Regions from separate parts of the Canis lupus genome. Here region 2 is linked to region 1. Evidence: chromatin contacts called from public Hi-C data. All regions are on one chromosome and are shown on one strand. The core of a region is the stretch at or near the end of the contact, and the rest is flanking DNA. Distances in the headings are between cores, read along the strand shown. Region 1 holds the start of ACAP2 (arf-GAP with coiled-coil, ANK repeat and PH domain-containing protein 2). Region 2 holds the start of XXYLT1 (xyloside xylosyltransferase 1).

Region 1 (6,881 bases), core at 1,518-4,017:
TCTGCATCAATTCTACAACACCTAAGGCATGTCCCCATGCCAGACTTAAATGCCATAAGATTTGTGTATGAAGGAACATAAAAGTAAGAATTAGTTTAAAAGCAGCACAACAGATCAGAACCCCACAAGGAATAAATGGTGCAGCTGCCTTGCAATCAAAAAGCATAAACAGGGGGTAGCCCTGGTGGCTCAGCGGTTTAGCAGCCCAGGGTGTGATCCTGGGGACCCGGGATCGAGTCCCACATCGGGCTCCCTGCATGGAGCCTGCTTATGCCACACTCTGCCTCTCTCTCCTCTCTGTGTATTCTCATGAATAAATAAGTAAAATCTTTAAAAAAAAAAAAAAAAAAAAAGCATAAACAGGGCGCCAGGGTGGCTCAGTCAGTTAAGTGTCTGCCTTCGGCTCACATCGTGACCTCGCGGTGCTGGGATGGAGACCAGAGGCAGCCTCTCTGCTCAGCAGGGAGTCTCTTTTCCCTCTGCAGCTGCTCCCCCCACCCGGTCTATGCCCCTGCTCATGCTCTCCCACACTCTCTCTTAAATAAAATCTAAGATTTTTTTAAAAAGCAAAAACAAAACCAAAACCACTAACAAGCTCACCCCTCACAAATCTTCTGTTCTAATACGAAAGTTTCAACATATCACTCACAACATGCAGATACTCTTAAAAGTCAAGTTTCTCTTATACATGAAGCATATGGATAAAAGAATTCTAAAACATTATTTTCAAATGCTATACAAACTTACATAGAGACTGGAAAAATTAGGAATGTGAGCGATGAGACTTTTATTTCTTGGCATACTTCCATTGCAAATCATTTTTTTTTTAAGATTTTATTTATTTGACAGAGAATAAGAGAAAGAGCACAAGCAGGCAGAGCAGAAGGCAGAGAGAGGGAAAGAGAGAGGGAGAAGCAGGCTCCCTGCTGAGCAGAGTCAGACTCAGGAGGGGATCCCAGGACCCTGAGATCAAGACCAAGCCAAAGGAAGATGCTTAACTGATCTAGTCACCAGGGAGGCCCCCCTTCTATCGCAAATCTAATGCAGCTTTAAAAAAACGTATACCAGATACTGGAGTTCCTTCAAGCTTGACTTCTCTTCCCAATGTGCAGCCAACAATAACTGGAATACCAGAAGCAACGCTTGAAAAATCTCTAATACTGAATTAAAATAGAATATACTCAAGTTTAACAAAGTTCACCATAATATTCCATACGATCTAATCAGTATCTTTCCCTCTTATTTTATATTCAATGGTTCCTTTATTTCAAAAACAAAGACATCACAAGTTTCTGAACATCAGTGGCCACAAGTATTTCCATATCCCTTCTCTCAACTTGTTTTTTTTTTTTAATAAAACTTAATATGTGAAACAAATTGAGTATAAATCCACATTCTCCAGAGGAAAAATACTGTGCTGCTTCATTAAAAAAAAAAAAAAAAAAAAAAGCCAAGTCATATAAACAAAAATTCACGAAAAGCAGGGTTTTCTGAGGTATACTTTAAAAATCACTTCATCTGCCACAGTCTGCACTCCAACCTGAGAAGCTGTCCTAGGCAATCCATGCGTGTCCCCTCTGGGTCCTTTTAATTCACGTGGACCATAAAACTGTCAAAAAACGAATGCCAACAACCGCGATCAAACCAGATGCAGCTTTTTACAAACAACAGCTCTAAGCTGCGAATAAAATTAACACCCTCCTCCAAAGGAAAAAAAAAAAAAAAAAAGGCAAAACAAAACAAAATGTTCTTAGAAGTGGGAGTTCCTCGGTTTTACCAATTCTTTGCGTTTCACTGTAAAGGGAATGGGGAAATCCGTGGTAAGAAAGAGAACATGGGGCGGCCCGGGTGGCCCAGCGGTTAGCGCCGCCTGCAGCCCAGGGCGTGACCCCAGGGTCGTGGGATCGAGTCCCCCGTCGGGCTCCCTGCGTGGAGCCTGCTTCTCCCTCTGCCTCTCTCTCTCTCTATCTCTGGGTCTCTAACAAATAAATAAAATCTTTAAAAAAAAAAAAAAAAAAAAAGATGCGCACAGCTAGCTCCCAGAAGGATGCAGGCAAGCATCCCTGAGCGCCGCTCGGCCTGCAGCTGGGCAGGCTCGGACCCGGGGGCTCACCGGCTAACGCTCGTCCCAAGGCCCCCCTTACTCCCGAGCGGCCCGAGGGCAGCCGTACGAACGCGCCGGGAGATAGAACCCAGCAAAGGGGTCCCCTGGAAACCGCTCTGGAGCCCCGAGGGGCGCGCACCGGAGGCGGAGGCGGAGGCGGGGGCGCACGGGCTCGGGTCGCCCAGGGCTGCCGCTCGGCTCGGCCGACGGAGCCCGGCCCGAGGATGGAGCCCCGGGGCCGAGGACGCAGCCTGGGCCGAGGATGGAGCCCCGGAGCCGAGGACGGAGCCGAGGACCGAGCCCCGGGCCGAGGACCGAGCCCAGCCCAGCCGGGGACGGAGCCGCCGGGAGGAGGCAGGGCGCTCCCACTTCCGCCCCCCGCAGACCCGCCGGGCGGCCGGGCCCTGGACGGGGGGCGGGGGGTGCGGGCGCCGGGCCTCGTCGGCGGGGCCGGGGGCGGAGCGCAGGCAGGGCCGCGGCGGCGGGAGGAAGCGCGCCGGGGCTCGGGGCCTGGCAGGCCGCCGGTACCTGAAGCGGGGCGAGTCCTTGAGGCACTCCTCGAAGTCCACCGCCATCCTCATCCTGCCCCCGCCTCGTCGCCGGCCGCGCTGGGGGGGAAGCCGAGGGGGCCGCGGGCCGCGGCGCTGGGCACCCGGGCGGCGACTAGCGCTGCGCGGAGCGGCGGAGGGCGCGTCGCCCGCTGCTCATAGCCCCGCGCAGGCGGCGGCGGCGGCGGCGGCGGCGGCGGCTGGTCGGGCCCCAGGCCGGCCCCTCCTCCTCCCGCCCCCAGCCGAGCGCCGGCCGCAGGGAAGCCGCCCGGGAGTGACAGCCTCCGCCAGCCAGCCACGGGCCCGGCGGCCGGGGGGCGGGGCTTCCGGCGGCCCCGCCCCCGCGGGCGCCGCGGCAACGCAGCCGAGCGACGGCAGCGCGAGCCAATGAGCGGCGCGGTCGTGGGCGCGCCCCGCCCCCTCGCCGGGCGCGCAGGCGTGGTGGGGCGGGCCGCGCCGGTGGCTGGGAGGCCCGCGGAGGCTCCCCCGGAAGGAAGTCACGTGGCCGAGCGCGGCGCTTCCCTCGGAGGCCCCGCCCCGCCGAGCTGCCAGCGCGTGGGGCCGCGGGGCACGCCGGGAGCGGCGGGGAGGCGGCGGGCCGGGGGCGCTCGTGGCTCTCGTCGACGGCGTCTGCCGCGCAGGGGACCGCGGATCCGGTTTGCGGGGCGAGCGGGCCTCGCTCGGGAGGGTCCCGGCAGGTAGGAGAGGGGTCGCGCGGGGGGGGCGGGGGGGGCAGCCCCGAGACCTCCGGGGCTTTCCCCGGCTCGCAGGCGGCGGGTCGGACGGCCGGGCTCCCTGCCCCGTGGCCCGCGCCGCCCCCCTGCACACTCGCCCCCGGAGCCCTGCAGGCTGCCGGCGTCGGACCCAGCCTAAGATGCCAGTGGCCGGAGAAAAGGAAGAAAAGAAAAAAAAAAAAAAAAAAAAAAGCAGAAGAAGAAACCACGATGAACACACTATACCTGCGCAGCCCGGTGGCTCAGCGGTTAGCGCCGCCTGCAGCCCGGGGCGTGACCCCGGGTCTCGGGTTCGAGTCCCGCATCCCCGCGTGGAGCCCGCGTCTCCCTCTGCCTGCGTCTCTGCCCCCCCCCTCTGTGTCTCATGAATAAATAAGTAAATAAAATATTTTTTTAAAAAAACAAGCATTACACTTAAATGCAGCGCAAGCTGAAGCATGTCCATAAAACGCAACGGCAGCAGAGTGGCTGCGAGCGAGAGCCTGAAGGCAAAGAGATGGGAACGTCTGTGTGGCTGTAAAGTGAAGGGAAAGCGCTGATGGGATGCAGTTGCCCCGAAGCCGAACTAAGAAGTCCAAGGACACGAGGCCACGGAGAAGCCACGCCGGGAGCGGGGCTGCCAGCATCCCGGTACCGCTCTCTTCAGTGCTGTGGTCAAAGTCTAGGTGTAAGCCTCCCGGGGACGCCCGGTGGCCCAGCGGTTAGCGCCGCCTGCAGCCCGGGGCGTGACCCTGGAGACCCAGGATGGAGCCCCGCATCGGGGCCCTGCGTGGAGCCTGCTGCTCCCTCTGCCTGGGTCTCTGCCTCTCTCTCACTCTCTCTCTGTGTCTCTCGTGAGTAAATAAATTTTATAAAAAATAAATAAATGAATAAATAATAAATGTAAGCCTCCTCACTTCCACTGCCTCAAGTTTTACATAACCGTGTCGCCCGTCTGGCTAAGTGTAGCATGATGGGATGATGGTTTACATAACCAGAGCTTGCATCTTGATCTCCTTTTGCACCATTAGAAATTAACAGTATAAAAAGGAAAGGAAAAAAGAAAAGGAATAGTGTCATGTTGAGACGTTTCTGAGACTATACAAGCAGTATATATGTTTCTGCCTTGATTTTAAACTGGGTTTCTTTTTTTATTTTCTTTTTTTTTTTATAGAATTTTAGTTTTTTTTATTTTTTTTTAAGTTTTATTTATTTATGATAGTTACAGAGAGAGAGAGAGGCAGAGAGAGAAGCAGGCTCCATGCACCGGGAGCCCGATGTGGGATTCGATCCCGGGTCTCCAGAATCGCGCCCTGGGCCAAAGGCAGGCGCCAAACCGCTGCGCCACCCAGGGATCCCCTTTTTTTATTTTCTTAACCTTTTGTTTTAATTCTACTTAACAGGGCAGCCCAGGTGGCTCAGCGGTTTAGCACTGCCTTCAGTCCAGGGCCTGATCCTGGAGACCCAGGATCGAGTCCCACATCGGGCTCCCTGCATGGAGCCTGCTTCTCCCTCTGCCTGTGTCTCTGCCTCTCTCTCTCTCTCTCTCTCTCTGTCTCTCATGAATAAATAAGAAAAATTCTAAAAAAATAATAATAATTCTACTTAACACACAGCTGTTATATTGGTTTCGGATGTACAGTATAGTTATCGACACTTGCATATATCACCCTGTGCTCCTCAGGGCAAGTGCACCCCTTAGTCCCCATCACTAACCTATCCCCCCCACCCCACGATCAATTCGTTCCCTATAATTCAGAGGCTGTCTCTTGATCTCTCTCTCTTATTTTTTCTCTTTGCTTATTTGTTTTGATTCTTAAATTCCTTAAGGAATTCTTAAGGAGTTTAAGAAACATACTTACAGGGATCCCTGGGTGGCACAGCGGTTTGACGCCTGCCTTTGGCCTGGGGCACGATCCTGGAGACCCGGAATCGAATCCCACGTCGGGCTCCCGGTGCATGGAGCCTGCTTCTCCTTCTGCCTGTGTCTCTGCCTCTCTCTCTCTCTCTCTCTCTGTGACTATCATAAATAAATTAAAATTTTTTTAAAAAATTTAAAAAAAAGAAACATACTTACATACTTAAATGTATAAGTGAAATCATATGGTAATTTGGTTTCTTTTTTAAATTACATATGCCTCTGGGCAGCCTGGGTGGCTTAGCACCGCTTTCAGCCCAGGTTGTGATCCTGGAGACTGGGGATCAAGTCCCAGGTCAGGCTCCTTCCCTGGAGCCTGCTTCTCCCTCTGCCTGTGTCTATCATGAATAAATAAAATATTTAAAAAAAATAAATTGCATATGCCTGGAATCTGCACAGCTTCTTTTGATAACTGGAAACTATTGACAGTTAAGCTTTCAGTGTCCTCAGACATTTCAGTTGGTCAAGCCAACCTCTGCCGGACTTACACCTTCTGTGTCAAATTTAGAAAGAGAGTTGGCCATTTCTACATTTAATTGTATTCCAAATGCATGACAACTAATCTGTGTGTAAGATAATATTGTTTCAATGCTTCAACACAATGTAACCTTTTAGAAAAGGCCTAATATGACACTTTGAGATTCAAATTAAAATTCAGCTGTATGCCACTTTCAATGAAAGTAACTCAAATAAGCTAATTGTCAATAATGAACATTTTCTTAATGTGGACAGCTAAATGTATGTACATCCAGTCAGTGATAACACTGTCAAAAAATTTTTTTCTGCCCTGTGGTAAAGCAAGCACACGGGGGTTGTCAATTGTAGGATATGTTCTAAATTAAGAAATATTAGAAGTAGGGGTGCCTGGGTGGCTCAGTCAGCTAAGCGTCTGCTTTCGGCTGAGGTCGTGATCCCTGGATTGAGCTCTGCGTCGTCGGGCTCCCAGCTCAGCGGGGAGTCTGCTTCTCCCTGTCTCCCTGCCTGCTGTTACCCTTGCTGCTGTGTCAAATAAAGACTCTAACTGCAAACTGCCTGCTTCTCCTTTAGAATTTGGCCTTTATGGGTGTGGCTCTGTTTACGTATGAAACATTTCCTTTTCATGTGTTTCATTTCAGAGGTGCGGCTCAAATGCCACCTCTTTCAGGAAGCCTTCTCAGTTTGCTGAAATACAGACATCTCTTTTCAACAGGCAGTGAGAATTAGTAAGGGATATAAATGATCAAACCTTAAATCTCACAAGTGTCTTCTCCCCAGACCTCCCAATACCTTCCTCCAAAACCTCTGGAACCCTGTATGCCCATAGTCCATCCTTCCCAGGACACTTTGGATTGTCTCTGAGCATACTTTTTTTTTTTTTAAGATTTTATTTATTTAGAGTGTGAGTGGCAGGGGCAGGGGGAGGCAGGGGGGTGTGCACACAAGCAAGAGGGAGAGAGAATCCCAAGTAGACTCTGAGCTGAGCACTGAGCCCATCGTGGGGCTCCATCTCACAACTCTGAGATTATGACCTGAGCCGAAATTAAGAGTCCACTGCTCAACCAACTGAGCCACCCAGGGGCCCCTCTGTGAGGATACCTTTTTTTAGATATTTTATTTAT
Region 2 (6,881 bases), core at 2,622-5,121, 140 kb before region 1:
GCTGGTGGGCGTGTGGAGAATCTGGAACCCTCATACACTGCTGGTGAGAATGCAGATTGGTGCAACCACTTTGGAAAACTGCATTTCCTCAAAGGTTAAGAGACCTGAACACATACATCCACACAAGAACTCATAAACAAATGTTCACAATAGCCAACAAGTAGAAACCACCCAAATGTCCATCAAATAATGAATAAATAAATGTGGCATGGCCAGGCAATGGAGTATTCTTCAACCATTAAAAAGGATGAAGTACTATCCATGCCAAGAAAAGGAAGCCAGGGGATCCCTGGGTGGCGCAGCAGTTTGGCGCCTGCCTTTGGCCCAGGGCCTGATCCTGGAGACCCGGGATCGAATCCCACATCGGGCTCCCGGTGCATGGAGCCTGCTTCTCCCTCTGCCTATGTCTCTGCCTCTCTCTCTCTCTCTCTCTCTCTCTGTGACTATTCTTTTGAGGGTGATGAAAAATGTCCTGGAATTACTCAGGAAGTATGTGTTGGATCCTCACTCACAGAGGCGAGGCGGATTACCCACCCAGCTAGTGACTGGCCAACCGGAGTTGAGACTCAGACCTCTCACTCCCTCAGGACCAGCTCATGCCCAACCTACTGAGTTCTGCAGCAGGACAGGATGAATGGGAGTGTGACGCTCAGCGGGGTGGGTTCCTGGATGGCAGGGGCTGTGCCTGACCCATGTCGGCGTCCCTCATAGCTGTGACTCTGGGGTCCCACATACAGCAGGTGCTCGGTCACAACCAGGCTGGGCTCCTAAGGGGTGGGGCAGGGTTGGCCAGTCGTCTACCCCCAAACCTGCTCTCCTCTCCTTCCTTATTAACTGAACCCCTCTTTTTAACTGAGTCCTCTTCTCTTGATTCTTCCTCCATCGTGCTACCACAACACAGATGTGATGGCTAACGCTGTAGCAGCCAGCCTGGCCCATGAGGACAAAGGGCCACTCCCTAGGGACAGAGAAGCAGAGAGCTGCAAGGAGCCTAGGACCCTGCTGACTTCGGGAAGCCCCCATGCCACCAGGAATGCCTACCTCTGAACTTTTAGATGAGAAATAAAGCTCAATCTTGCGTGAGCCACCAAAATTTGGGGGTTCCACGGCATATTCTATCAAACCTGATACAGCAAGGAAGGCTATGGAAAAGGCAGGTCGCCACGTAAGGCTGAGAAGTGTAGGATTCCTCTTGACAAACAGAACGAGGCAACAGATGGCCCAGGAGCAGAGCAAGCAAAACCCCATGGGAACAGACAGCTTTTCCGCAGCCTAGGGAGGAAAGGCTGAGCAAGGAAACTGAAGCCACGCACAGTAGGTCTAGGATTTGGAATAACCTGAGAGGACGGTTAGCCAGGAGTCGGGAAGCTCTGAGTGGAAGCAATGGCATAAAAGCAGCATTTTAACAAGATGAACGTACAGCCTTTCCATGCCAGCAGAACCAGGGGAGCCAGGACAGAGAGTTGTTCAGCCAAATGTTTGCTGAACACCCACTATGTGCGGGCACTGTGCTCCCAGGGAGGGCCGCACGGAAAGGATGGCTGAGCTGGGTCGGAGAGATCCGCAAGAAAGCCCCAGGAGCTCCTGTATCCCTCAGGGCAGTGACCTCCCACCTCTGCCTCTATAACTCCATACAAATTCGGATCCAAGGCCCCAGGCCCCACCTGGGGGATTCTGATCCACAGGGTGGGGCAGGGCCCAGGATGCTGATTTTTTAATAAGTGTACCCGCGTGATTCTGACGCAGTATGGAGGCTATGGATGGACCGAGTATACAGGCTAGCGGCTCCTAACCCGGCACGTGGGACACAGCACGTTTGGAGGTTCACTAAATAAGCGAAGAAATAACAGACTTCCATCCTGTTAGGAGACAAACCAGTAGATTTTGAAAGAGTTTCAATAATAATCAAAACAAGATTTTTCTGGTTAAGTGATTTTTTAATATAATATTTAGTTAACCAAAATGTAATCTAAGGTCACTAATGATGTTCTATGATCTATGTCTGCAACCATTTCAGCTAAGAAGTATTTTTATTTCACTTGAAAATAGCCTTAGGAGAGACCTCTGGGTGTGAGCACAACTTCGGTGGGGCTCCCAGGGCTTCACTCTGCAGTCCTGCCTTCCTCGCCTCTCCCCCTCCTCTCCGTATCTGCCCCGCCTTGGGAGGGCGGGAGGCGGGACGGGAAGTGGGACAGGAGGGGAGGACAGGAGGCGGGAGGTGGGACGGGAGGGGAGAGGAGGACGGGAGGCGGGACGGGAGGGGAGGGCGAGAGGCGGGGCGGGAGGCGGGACGGGAGGCGGGACGGGAAGTGGGACAGGAGGGGAGGACAGGAGGCGGGATGGGAGGGGAGAGGAGGACGGGAGGCGGGACGGGAGGGGAGGGCGAGAGGCGGGGCGGGAGGCGGGACGGGAGGCGGGACGGGAGGCGGAACGGGAGGGGAGGGGAGGATGGGAGGAGAAGGGAGGGCGGGACGGGAGGTGGGATCGGAGGTGGGATCGGAGGTGGGACGGGAGGGGAGGGGAGGGGAGGATGGGAGGAGAAGGGAGGGCGGGACGGGAGGTGGGATCGGAGGTGGGACGGGAGGTGGGACGGGAGGGGAGGGGAGGGGAGGATGGGAGGAGAAGGGAGGGGAGGACGGGAGGCGGGACGGGAGGCGGGGTGGGGGAGGAGGGGCGGGCCAGGCCCCACCCGGCCGGCGTCCTCGCGCCCGCCGAGCCCCGAGCCCCGAGCCCCGCAGGTCCGGGAGGAGCCCCGCCGGCTCCCTGGGCACAGAGGCGGGGTCCAGCGGCCCCGCAGGCCCCGTGTCGCCGGCACCGCGCGGCCTCAAGGCCTAGTCTCGGTGCGAGCCGGGAGCTCAGCGCGGGGCCCGCGGCCCGACGGAGGCCAGAGCCCGAGGTGCGGCCCCGACGAGGAGCGAGGCCGGGGCCGGCCCTGCCGGTCTCCGCGGGCGGCGGCGCCTCCTAACGGGGCCGCGATCTGGGGCGTGGGGGGAGGCGGCGCTCCGGCGGCTCGGGCCGGGGGGTGGGCACCACGCGACTCCCGCTCAGGCGACCTCGGCAAGACCCCGTGCGGCCGACCCCGCGGGGCGACCGGCTGCGACCTCACAAGTCCGAGACCGAGGAGCCAGAGCTGCAGGCGCACAGGCCGCGCCCCCGCCCCGCGCCCCCGCCCCGCGCCGGCCGAGCGGCCCCGGTCCGGGTCGCGGCAGAGCGCGGTGACGTAGGGGCGCACCGACGCAGGGGGGCACCGCCCGCCGCCCGCCCGGCCGAGCGCGGTGACGTAGGGCCACAGGACGTAGGGGGGGCGCCGCCCGCCGCCCGCCCCGCCGAGCGCGGTGACGCAGGCGCGCCGTCGCCCAGCCCCGCTCACCTTGCACTTGAAGCCGGCGGCGGGCGGCAGCAGCTCCCGCAGCAGGGCCTTGGCCACCTCGCGGCTGGCCTCCTCGCTCACGAAGTGCAGGTTGAGCACCTCGTGCGGCTCGAACTTGGCGAGACGCAGCAGCGAGCGCAGCGCCACGCGGGCCTTGGCCTGCAGCGCCGCGCTGTGCTCCGCCTTGGTGAACATCATGAGCAGGTGGTAGTCCACCGGCCCGGGCCCGCCGCCCTCCAGGCCCTTGGCCTTGGCGCCCGCGGCCGGCGCCGCCGAGCCCCGCACCACCTCCGGCGCGGGCGGCGAGGGCGCCGCGGGGGCCCCGGCGCGGGCCTCCTTCAGCCTCTTGGTGGCGCTGGAGAAGGTCTCGCGGCCCGAGCCCAGGTAGTAGAAGGCGCAGACGGCCAGCGCCGCGGCCAGCAGCAGCGCGCAGTAGTGGGAGCGCACGGCGGCCAGGCGCGCCATGGCCCGCGCGCAGGAGGGCCCGCCGCGCCGACCCATGCGCCCCGGGGCCCGCGGACCGGGCGGCGGCGGCGGCGGCGGCGGCGGCGGCGGCGGCGACCAGCACCCCGCAGCCGCTCAGGAGCCCGGGCGGCGGGCGGCGGCCATGGCGGGGGCGGGACCGCGCTGGCCGCAGCCAATCCGCGGGCGCTGCTGCCCGAGGGGGCGGGGCCGCGCGGCCGCCGCTGGGTCCTAGACGCGGCGGGGTGTGCGGCCGCCGGCCGTCCCGGATACCCGGCTCCAGGCGCCGAGCCCCGAGCGTGCAGACGCGCCGCGGCGCCGGCCCTCCGGGAGCAGGAGCCCTGAGCTGCACGCGCGAGGGGCGCAGTCGGGCTCCGACCCCCTCGCCCCCAAACGTCAGGAGGCTGCAGGTCCTCTGTCCGCCGACCCGCTGGCGCTGGGGATCCACCGAGCGAACCCCCGGCTCCTTCGCCGTCTGGGGGGCGCCGCGGGAGGGGGCGGGGTCCACCGGGGGCGGGGCCCGCGGGAGGGGGCGGGGTCTCCCCTCCCTGGGAGCGGGCCTGCGTCCTGAATGGGCGTGGCCCGCGGGAGGGAGCGGGTCCTGCGGGTCCTGGATAGGCGGGGCCCGGGGGGGTCCACCCAGGGGCGGGGTCTGTCGGCCTGAATGGGCGTGGCCCGCGGGAGGGGACGGGTCCTGCCGGTCCTGGATCGGCGTGGCCCGGGGTGGGGGGGCCCACCGAGGGGGCGGGGGTCTGCCGTCCATGTGGGCGTGGTCCGCGGGAGGGGGCGGGGGCCTGCCGGTCCTGGATCGGGGGGGCCCACCGAGGGGGCGGGGCCTGCCGTCCATGTGGGCGTGGCCCGCGCGGGGGGCGGGGCCTGCCGTCCTGGTGGGCGTGGTCCGCGGGAGGGGGCGGGGCCTGCCGGTCCTGGATCGGGGGGGCCCACCGAGGGGGCGGTGTCTGCCGTCCATGTGGGCGTGGCCTTCGGGGGGCGGGGCCTGCCGGTCCTGGATAGGCGTGGCCGGGGGGGGTCCACCGAGGGGGCGGGGCCTGCCGTCCAGGTGGGCGTGGCCCGCGGGAGGGGCGGGGCCTGCCGGTCCTGGATAGGCGTGGCCGGGGGGAGGTCCACCGAGGGGGCGGGGCCTGCCGTCCAGGTGGGCGTGGCCCGCGGGAGGGGCGGGGCCTGCCGGTCCTGGATAGGCGTGGCCGGGGGGGGGGTCCACCGAGGGGGCGGGGCCTGCCGTCCAGGTGGGCGTGGCCCGCGGGAGGGGCGGGGCCTGCCGGTCCGGGATAGGCGTGGCCGGGGGGGTCCACCGAGGGGGCGGGGCCTGCCGTCCAGGTGGGCGTGGTCCGCGGGAGGGGGCGGGGCCTCGGCCTCCGGAGCCCCCGAGCCTCGGGCCGCGCGGGGCGGTTCTGGTTCTGGGCTGCCGGGGAGGCGCGCCGGGGACCCGCCCGCGGCCCGGAGCCCCTGCGGCGCCGACGACGCGCGAGTCCTCACCCGCGTCCCGAGGACCGAGCGGGACGCCTGCGGCTGGAGGCTCCTGCGCGTGGCTCGAACCCGCCGCTTTCGGAGGAGACGCGGTGGGCGCCGGGGCCGCCTGACCCTCCCGCGGGCCGGCCGCGCCGGGGACCCCAGGTCCGCAGAGGCCCGGCGCGCGAGGCGGCGAGCAGGGCTCCCGGGGGGCCGCAGCCGCGGTGACGCCCCCGGGCCCCTCCCCGCTCGCTCCGGTCCTGAACGTGCCCCCAGACGCGGCGTCGTGGTGCCCAGAGGAGCCGCGGAGCGCCGGGCCCGCGCCCCCGAGAGCGCCCAACAGCGGGTCTTCGGCGGTCACGGCGGGAAGCGCGGCCCCAGGCCCGGCCCCGCCCCCCGCCCCCCCCCGCAAGCCCTGACCCAGGCCGCTGCCTTGAGCGGCCCCCAACACCCAGCACCACCCGGGGTCCGGAGAAGGCGCTGCCCGACGGCCCGCGAGGCCGCCCGTGACCCAGGCAGCCCCGTCTCTGTCGCACGAAGGCAGGACTCCAGGAAATAGCAAGTACCTCTCCCTTTCTCTTTTTTTTTTTTTTGCCATAACATCTTGGATACCTGACCCATTGAATGAACCTCAAAAATATACCCGCCCCTGACCAATCAGCGTTTCTACTTCTAGGAATTCATCCTGGGGATACAATATTTACATCTACTTATATATTCACATATTTAAATGTTGATATTAAATGTATTTAGCCAGAAGGATAAAGCAGAACTAGATTTAGGACGGCAAGAGACTAGAATCAACAGTCGTCAATAAAGTGGTTAAACAAAAATAATGATGCTGTCATTACAAGGGATGTGTTCACCAGCTGCAAGTGGAGACATTTCAAAATAAACGGAGGAATAACTTGCAGGTTTAGAGACTCGAGATACTGATTAGCCAACTGCAATGAATGGAACCTCTATGAATTCTAATTTGAAGAATCTGTTTTTTAATTTTTATTTATTTTTTTGAAAGATTTATTTATGATAGAGAGAGAGAGGCAGAGACACAGGAGGAGGGAGAAGCAGGCTCCACGCCAGGAGCCCAACGTGGGACTCGATCCCGGGACCCCAGGATTACGCCCTGGGCCAAAGGCAGGTGCCCAACCGCTGAGCCACCCAGGGATCCCCAAGAATCTGTTTTTTAAAAGCACATTGATGGCAGCCCGGGTAGCTCAGTGGTTTAGCACCACCTTCAGCCCAGGGCGTGATCCTGGAGTCCCAGGATCAAGTCCCACATCAGGCTCTCTGCGTGGAGCCTGCTTCTCCCTCTGCCTGTGTCTCTGCCCCGCTCTCTCTCTCTCTGTCTCTCGTGAATGAATAAATAAAATCTTAATAAATAAATAAAAGCACATTGGTACAATTGGGACAGTTTGAATAGACTACGGTAGTTTTACAGTTCAAGGAAATACAATGTTGTGATTGGCTTTTTTCTTTTAGACATACATACTGATTTGTTAGTGAAATGTCTGAAATTTGATTCAAAGTAAAATCTGGGTAAGAGAAAAAAATGGGTGGGTAAGAGAAAAAATGGTGT

What was found. Hi-C and Micro-C count contacts between places; a contact is called where the count stands out from the background.
Region 2: a Hi-C map of blood shows a contact between it and region 1, with 1.6 times the contacts expected there. The contact joins the promoter of XXYLT1 here to the promoter of ACAP2 in region 1. A contact is called at or near these places in 3 of 9 Hi-C or Micro-C datasets (amygdala and blood).

The regions. Positions count from the first base shown.
Region 1 is chr33:31,292,352-31,299,232 of UU_Cfam_GSD_1.0, reverse strand. ACAP2 (arf-GAP with coiled-coil, ANK repeat and PH domain-containing protein 2) reads right to left here and starts at 2,767. Exons shown (of 24, transcript XM_038583229.1): 1 at 2,633-2,767. The coding sequence starts at 2,685.
Region 2 is chr33:31,429,366-31,436,246 of UU_Cfam_GSD_1.0, reverse strand. It overlaps XXYLT1 (xyloside xylosyltransferase 1), which reads right to left and starts at 3,871. Exons shown (of 4, transcript XM_038583231.1): 1 at 3,371-3,871. The coding sequence starts at 3,871.